Linked DNA regions of Triticum aestivum: region 1 is linked to region 2. Evidence: chromatin contacts called from public Hi-C data. All regions are on one chromosome and are shown on one strand. Each heading gives the region's core, a stretch centred on a gene start, on an enhancer-like site or on the middle of the called end of the contact. The rest is flanking DNA. Distances are from core to core; before and after follow the strand shown. Region 1 holds the start of LOC123098578 (patatin-like protein 2). Region 2 holds the start of LOC123100298 (50S ribosomal protein L18).

Evidence for each region. Hi-C and Micro-C count contacts between places; a contact is called where the count stands out from the background.
Region 1: a contact with region 2 is called in a Hi-C map of leaf, with 5 times the contacts expected there. The contact joins the promoter of LOC123098578 here to the promoter of LOC123100298 in region 2. A contact is called at or near these places in 2 of 5 Hi-C or Micro-C datasets (both in leaf).

Annotation. Positions count from the first base shown.
Region 1 is chr4D:456,243,755-456,247,620 of IWGSC CS RefSeq v2.1, reverse strand. LOC123098578 (patatin-like protein 2) reads right to left here and starts at 1,512. Exons shown (of 4, transcript XM_044520613.1): 1 at 1,080-1,512; 2 at 633-992; 3 at 390-551; 4 at 1-269. The coding sequence starts at 1,310.
Region 2 is chr4D:455,963,812-455,967,928 of IWGSC CS RefSeq v2.1, reverse strand. LOC123100298 (50S ribosomal protein L18) reads left to right here and starts at 2,811. Exons shown (of 5, transcript XM_044522241.1): 1 at 2,811-3,089; 2 at 3,351-3,582; 3 at 3,694-3,800; 4 at 3,926-4,078. The coding sequence starts at 3,471.

The DNA.
Region 1 (3,866 bases), core at 263-2,762, 280 kb before region 2:
GCCTGGAAGAGCACGGACGCCTGGATGTCGACGAGGTCGGCGCTGGCCTGGCTGAAGCTGTCGATGAGCGGCGTGGCGCCCTTGTTGTAGAGCCATCCGAGGATCCCCCACTTGCTGCACGCGGCGGCGTCGAACTTCTCCTCTACCTTGGCGGAGCCGGTGCCGAGGGAGAGCACCATGAACTTGCCGTAGTCGGCCGGCTTGATCGGGAAGAAGTCCTGGTTGCCCAGCAGGATCTGCTTGCTTACGTCCGTCATGGCCAACATTGTCTGCATGTATCCAATGTCAACATATCAAAATAGAGCACAGTACGTGGACGTCATAGAAATTCCATTGTATTCTTTGGAGTGTTTTTTAAGGGACTGAGACATAAACCAACTATCACTCACCGGATTGTTTGCGGCAACGCCTCCGTCGATGAGATTGAATGCCCGGGGCTTGCCATCCTTGTCCTTGGTCTCAAAGTGGTGGCCGGGGAGGTAAGTAGGCGCCGCCGACGTGCTGATGCAGACGTCGGACAGAAGAGCGTTCTTGGAGACGTCGTTCCGGGCCTGGATATTGCATGCCTCACGTAAGCACGACGCAGAGGAAATAACACGCAATTCACGTAGGAAATATCATGATGCACGTACGTCGTATCTGGAGAAGATGGTTGGCTGGAGCAGCTTGATGTCGAAGGTGGGGATGACTATGTTCTGCAGCGCCTCGCCGACCCGCGTCTCGCCGAGCAGCTCTTTGACGACGGAGTGGAGGTACTGGCCGTCGTACTTGGGCCCCCTCATGCTCCTGAGCAAGCCCAGAGGCCCTCCGTAGACGGCAGGGAAGATCTTTGGGCAGTGCTCCAGGTAGAAGTTGTTGATGTCCTTGGCGGCGAAGAGCGGGCGTCCTTTGGCGTCGGGCGCCGTGAGCATGGCCGTCACCAGGCCCCCGGTGCTGGTCCCGGCGATCACGTCGAAGTAATCCGCGATCCTCACGTCCGGCCCATCGAGCTCCTACAGAAAATAACAAGAAAGCCATTAGAACCGGTGCACCTGCAGTAACTAGCATGGGTGCAACGGGAGCAGAAGCTAATTGCTCACCTGGAGCTTCTCTTCGAGGAAGGCGAGGATGGTTCCGGGGATGATGCCGCGGACGCCGCCGCCGTCGATGCTGAGCACGGTGACGATGCTCCCGTAGGACGGCGGGGGCGACCTGGGCGTGAGGGCCGACGACGACGACAGCCGGGTGAGCGCGCGCTGCACGGGGTTCAGGGTGAGCGACCCCGACCCCGACCCGCCGCTGCTGAGCTCCGGGACGTGCACGGGCGACATGGCCGGTGCCCTCGAGCTTGAGCTAGGTACGTGCAGCCAGGAGAGCTGGTGAACCAAAGATTTTCTTTACAGAAGGCACGAACCTGTTTACAGGTGGGAGGTCGCTACCTTATCTGCTGCGCCCGTCTCTTGCTGCTAGCTGCTCTTGTGTGGCTCTGTGTTGTGTTGTGTTGTGTTGCGCTTTGTGAACTGTGGTTAGGCGGACCGGCGTGCGCCCGTATTTATAGCCGCCGGCCGGTTCGATCATGGAACGGACCGGGAGTTCCATGGGGCAGGTACGACCGTCGCATGCCATGCAGCTCTAACTGTTCCGAGGGAGGAAACGGAGACGAAGCATCAAGCATGGGCGCACCGCGAGTCAAAGGTACGTTGAAGTGATCCGCACCACACGTAATACTACACGGGACGGGAGGGGCATGACGGACCTGACCGCCGCACCGCACCGCGCGCCATTTCTTGCCTCTCCGATCCTTGAGTGGATGACCGCACCAAACATGGCACGCACGCACGAGAGCAATGTGCAAAACAATATTTTTACTCTGTCAGGTCAGGGTTTCTATCCCTTTTCCAGTAGAATTATTGTACGCCGTGAAACCGCGATAGCCGCCACTTTGCTGCTGCCTCTCGCTTTCTTCTTCTTCGTCCGGACACGCAACGTAGGCGAACGTGTACATGGTTCCTGCCAGCTTGTCCATTCCAGTGACCGATCCATCGATGCCACTTGCTGCTGACTTTCGCTTCGTTTGTTCAGCCGGATACGACCGCCATACATTGGTCTTGGTCACAACACAACCCTAGCTCGGTCATCAGTGGCTCGGTACACGGCTGTGGATGGAACGTACGTACGTACGTACGTGTAACGTATTTGACTTGAGGAGCGCTGAGAATTTTCTGCCCGCAAATGTGTGGAAACCGTCGTAAGGAGTTCCTTTCACAGAACGGAGACGAGCTACAGTTTACAGGTTGTTTTTATCTGCAACCACTTAGGAGAAACCTCTGAGTCTGTGAACATTATGATTTCTTTAAATGAAATCGGAGAGGAAGCTCTCTTTTATAAAAAAAAAAGAGAAGAAACCCCTGGGTATGGACCGAAACTAGGGATGCAAGCCGATCGTTTGCAAACAGAAAAATCAAACTACCACGGTTATTAAAATTAATAATGAAAAGTAATGTAATTTTTGCTAAGCAAACTTGACCAAGCGAGCTATAGGAGCAAATTAGCAGACACGGAGAGAGGTACAGAGCTGTAGCTATCGCGTGCTTCTCTATCTCTCATCTCTTCTTTCCCCGTGTACTATTTTGGGTTTTGACCGTTGACTTCTTTTCTTTTGCTAGTTCGTGACTTGGTGTCAGGCCTGCTCAGCTCAAATGTGCGCAAGTTTTTTCCTTTTCTTTTGGCAGCGCTGGGAAAGCGATTGTTTCTCGACATGTTTGCATGATCAATATTGTTCACACTTGGTTTATTAAATAGTACTGGTGAGAACCATTTCATTTTTAAAGCAGACAATATGCCATCTCTCGCAGTGCATGACGATCATTTCATTGAATTGCCAAAGTTGAAAATAAAAATATCAAACGATGGTAAACCGAGATGAAGAAGTTTCAGCATGCGGTATGTCCATTGGTTACTTTCAGCAAAAGCAAAGATTGATTAGTAAAAGGTTGTCACAGCCCTAGATTATAGCAATGTAATAAATGCAATAGAGAGCATAGCATGTCAATGAAATATGAAATGAGGATTAACTCAAACTCATGTCTTTCTAAAGGGCTAAACCCTAAAATTGCTCAATAAACCAAAATGCCATTCTAAAACCCTTAGTACACTGGCAATAGCTTCATAGATGTGTGATATGGATCCCCGCAATCTTTACAAGGGTTTCAAGAATGGTACTCCCTCCGTTTTGTATAAAAGGTCACTTCATATTTTTATGTCTAACTTTGAACATTAATTTTACCAACAAGATGTGAGTTATATGCCATAAAAAGCATGCCCTTCGATACACACTTCAAATAACTTTCCGATGATATATAAACCATATTTTGATGACCAAAATATATAAGTCAAAGTTTGGCATGGAAAACAAAGTGACCTTGTCTACAAAAACGGAGGGATTATAATAATTTTAGAAATCTTAATTAAAACCTAAATAAATAAAAGGACAAGTCTAGATGTGCCCTAATTATTGCACATATCTAAGTGACTAGCTCAATTCGACCATAAAAATAAACGGAAAAGAAAAAAAGATAATACCTGCATGAACCTTCACGTAAAATCAATGACATAGGACTTGAATGTGCAATATTTAAGGCACATCTAGACGTGCTTTAATAAAACCGTAAATAAAATGATAAATCGTGGATCTATATAAAAAGAGGGATTTTAATTTGTGAAATCTCTAAAAAAATTGAATCTAATATTCCAATCATATTTGGAGGCTATATTAAAAATTCTAAGAATTCTTGGAATTACAAATAACACACTTTTATAGAGTTTAAACCCCAAGTTTAATAAAACCGTGGTTATATGTGTAGAAATAAAATTACACTCTCCGAAAC
Region 2 (4,117 bases), core at 1,562-4,061:
GATAACTACCAAATGGGCGGTCGGCTGTTTCAAAAAACCCCAAATGACCGTTGCTTAAAATTTAAACATGTTTAGGACAGGTCGGGCCCGCACCTAAACAAACCGTCTGTTTGACCATTAGGTTGACCGTTAATTTACAAGTGGGGCCCACATGTCAGTGTCTCTATCTCATATGTCCTCACTTTTTACAAAATAGCCCCTATAAACATTTCTGAAAAAGCAATCGGGTCCCTGCTATTTTTCCGAAAAAGCAATCAAGGAGCCGCTCCTCTCCTCGCGGCCGGCGTCCACCTCTGCGCCCAGCGACATCCCGCGAGCCTCCAGCGCCGGCGCCGGCCGCCCTCGCCACCTACTGCCACACCACCGCCCGCCTCTGACTCTCCTCGCCTCCACCTCGTGCGCCCCGCCTCCGCGGCCATGGACGCCGCCGCGTGCGCCCTCCGCTGCCAGGCCCGGCGAGGCGAGCTCTGCCGCCGGCCGTCTCTGCGCCCGAGCTCGCGCAGCTACTGCTCGCGGCTATGGCCGCCACTGCGTGCGCCCTCCGCTGCCAGGCCCGGCGAGCTCTGCCGCCGGCCGTCTCCGCGCCCGAGCTCGCGCAGCTGCTGCTCGCGGCCATGGCCGCCACCGCGTGTGCCCTCCGCTGCCAGGCCCGGTGAGCTCTGCCGCCGGCCATCCCCCAGCCTCCGTCTCTCCAGCCACTGCTCCGGGCGGCGGCTTGCACACAAGCCCCCCATGGCGCGCGCGGCGACCGCGTGCGGAGCCCCATGGCGTGCAGCGACGGCCACGGGCAGAGCCCTTTGGAGGCTGATTCCAGGGACTCGATTGCTTTTTTAAAATGTTTGTAAGGGCTAATCCGTAAAAAATCTATGGATGGGGCGCTGACATGTGGCCCCCACAAGTCAGTTAACAGTCAAATAAACGGTCAACCAAACGGTGCGTTTACTGGCGGGCCCAATCTGTCATAAACATGTTTAATTTTTTAATAAAGAGGATTTGGGGTTTTTTGAAACAACCAACCCCTGACTTGGTAGTTATCAGCGAAAAAAATAAATCCGGTAGTTTTTTGGAACCCTAACCTGTAAAGTAGTAGTTTTATGCTATTTACTCATCTCGCACAAAGCTTTGTCCGACACGCTGAAGTACGCTCAGATAAGATAAGAGACAATTCACATGAAAACCTATGTGCTGAATATTCGTCCAAAATCCTGTCAAAGCCAGCAAGAGACACGAGTACATGTCACTGAGTTCTCTATTCTAGAAAGTTCTCCAACCCCTCCCTGCCTTTATCGTCTCACTACTACACAATATTTGTGTGGTGAGGTGATGTTCTCTTGTTTACTTTACGCCCTCTTTTTCTAGTGAATCTTCTTTGTGGTTGAAAAGTTGCTGCCATATCTATATCTATCGAACAAATCTAAATACCGAATACCAGAGAGGGCCGGGCCCACGCACGTGTGGGGGCATGGGTGCTCATATCCTAGTGGCACTCGTCTAAAGCAAGCCATCTCTTTATTAATATTATCAATCTGGTTCATCTCATATTGTTTCGTTGAAAAATCTGGTGGCCATAATATTGTCAATTGTGCAGCATGTTTGAAAGCTCAATCCATTCCCATGCTGCCTTGGGATTTATTTATTTTTCTTTTTGCAAAAGCAGAATAATTGGGGGGTATATTCCACATCTAGCTGCTAGTGTAGACTACATTATATTCACATGCAATGATACAAAACATATATGCTATATATGTTTCAAACATTCCCTAAAAAATAGTAATTTTCAAACGTTTACGGACACCTTCAGTCCTTGATCCAAAAATTTACAAGACATGAACCATCCGAGACTATCTTCAGAAAATGAGAATGAAGGGATGTGTCGTAGGAGTGCCCGTACAAAATACATCTATTTCTTCCATAAGTAATTTCGGATGAAGAAACTATATTATATAAACTTTCAAACGTTGACGAGACACCATCGGTACTGGATCAAAAATTTCAGAAGAGACGAAACATCCGAGATTATCTTCACAAAACGAAGGGATGTGTCGTAGGAGTGGTAAAACAAAATATTATCCTCCACCGGCGTTTTCTTCTCGCGAGCGAGCAATCACAGGTGGAAGAACGAGAGGCCGTGAGAGTTTTCAACGCCCGCGTACGTGCAGCCATGAGCTCCGGGCGGGCCCACCTGCCAGAGGGGATGCATGGCTGTACCGTGGCACGAGGTCACGTCAGATGACCCATTGGTCGGCCCTTTCTGCATCTTTTTCCTCCTTTTTTACTTACTTTTATCTCTCTCGTGGGGAGAAGAAAAGAAAAGGGGGAGAGGGACGGGCGGAGAAAGTGACGAAAGGAAGGAGCACCGGGCTGCAATGCAAGCATCTGTGGAGAGAGGTCAGGTCAATCCGATCCGACGCAGGTGGGTCGAAAGTGATGCTGCGGACGGGAGGAAAAGAACAGGTGTCGATCACTCATCATAGCGGTCTGAATGAAAATGTTTTGTTTTCTTTATTGGAAGATTATTAAATGAAAGTGGGAGCGCAGATAAATCCAAGGCTTACGAGATAAGACCGGAGGAAACCGGCTAGATTTTTTTTGCTCCTCCGAAAGCAAAAGGTTTCGGCGGTTTCCGCTGGTTGGTGGCGTGATTAGCGGCTTCTCTCTCTCGTTTGCTTTTTTTTTAGACAAACTTCTCTCGTTTGCTGCGAAGAGACATGCAGCCACGGCCTGATGGGCTTTTCCATCCAATTCCAATTCCTGGGGCCCACGTAGTCTTACCGGACCTGGGCCTCGTGAACGTTGGCTGCTTGCTGTGTTTTCTCACGTGACTTGAGAGGAAAACCTCAAACAAAAAAAACGTGACTTGAGAGGATTGGATGAGGCGCGCCGCGTGCGGTGGCCGACGGCGAGAAGGCGCAAGCAAGCAAGCAGCGACACGCCCTCGCACTCGCGGCGGCGGATTCGTGGACAGCATCGCCAGACAGGGGCTCGCGGCGAGGCGGCCGGCGGTCTGCGGCATCCGTCGCCCGGCGCTCCGCGTCCTCCGCGGTGCGGCGCTGCAGCAGGACGGGAGCTCTGACGCAGCGACCAACATAGTGAGTTCGGTGTGAATCATTGGCTCCAGCTAGGCATATCTCTGTCTGATGGTTATTCCTCGTCTGTCTGATGCGTATTCGGAAAAACTCTCGAGTCTAGAATCGTGACCATATGAAACCCCGAACTCTGAGTTCAATGCATAGTCCAGTCAGTGTGCCTCGATTTTGTTCTGTTCATTGGTCAAATGCCATGTTTTGCACTGGCTTGTTTTTCTACTACTCCTTCGAGAGGCACTAGCTAACTCTGTCGGTGCTCATCAGAGGAAAATTCACAGGGTGTGAATCTTGTGGCCACCGGCTAGCGGGACGGAGCCGTGGCACCTTGCGCGCGACCTGTTCGACAAATTGCCCTGGCCGAGCTGGTCTCCTCGTGCTGTGGCAATGGCGTTGCTAGGCGCCACCCTCGGCCGGCCACCATTGTCGTGTCCCTCCACCCCCAGCTCGCTGCCATTCAGGCCTAACTGCTTCCAGTTCCCTCGTCCGTGCCACACAGGTGAGCCACACCGGCGGAATGCCTCCCGGCTTCTCTCCGTGCCTTTATCCACTGGCTCAGGCCTAGCTGCCAGTGTCATGTGCTGCTTCCTCTCTGTCTTTCTGCGCGCAGGCGTGGTGGCACACCGGCGCAGAGCGTACCCAAGGATCGAGGCCACGGCGAGGCACGGCGCGCGGAAGGAGAACGCCAAGGTCAGAAACCGCCGGCTGCAGAAAAAGGTACGCTTTTGTTTTGGTCACGTTTGGGTTTCAACCACCAGCAACAACAATTTGATGCTGCTATCGTTAGCTGCTAACAAGTGTGTTCTCTACCTGTCCCTGACTTCTTTGCTCGCCTGCTACAGTACAATGGCACGGCGACCAAGCCCAGGCTGTCAGTCTTCTGCTCCAACAGGCAGCTCTACGCCATGCTCGTCGACGACCACGGCAAGAAGATCCTCTTCTACGCCAGCACCCTGCAGGAAGACATCTGCGGCGACCCTCCATGCAGCACCGTGGTAATCCAGACCATCCTCCTTCGTCGTCGGTCCAACTCG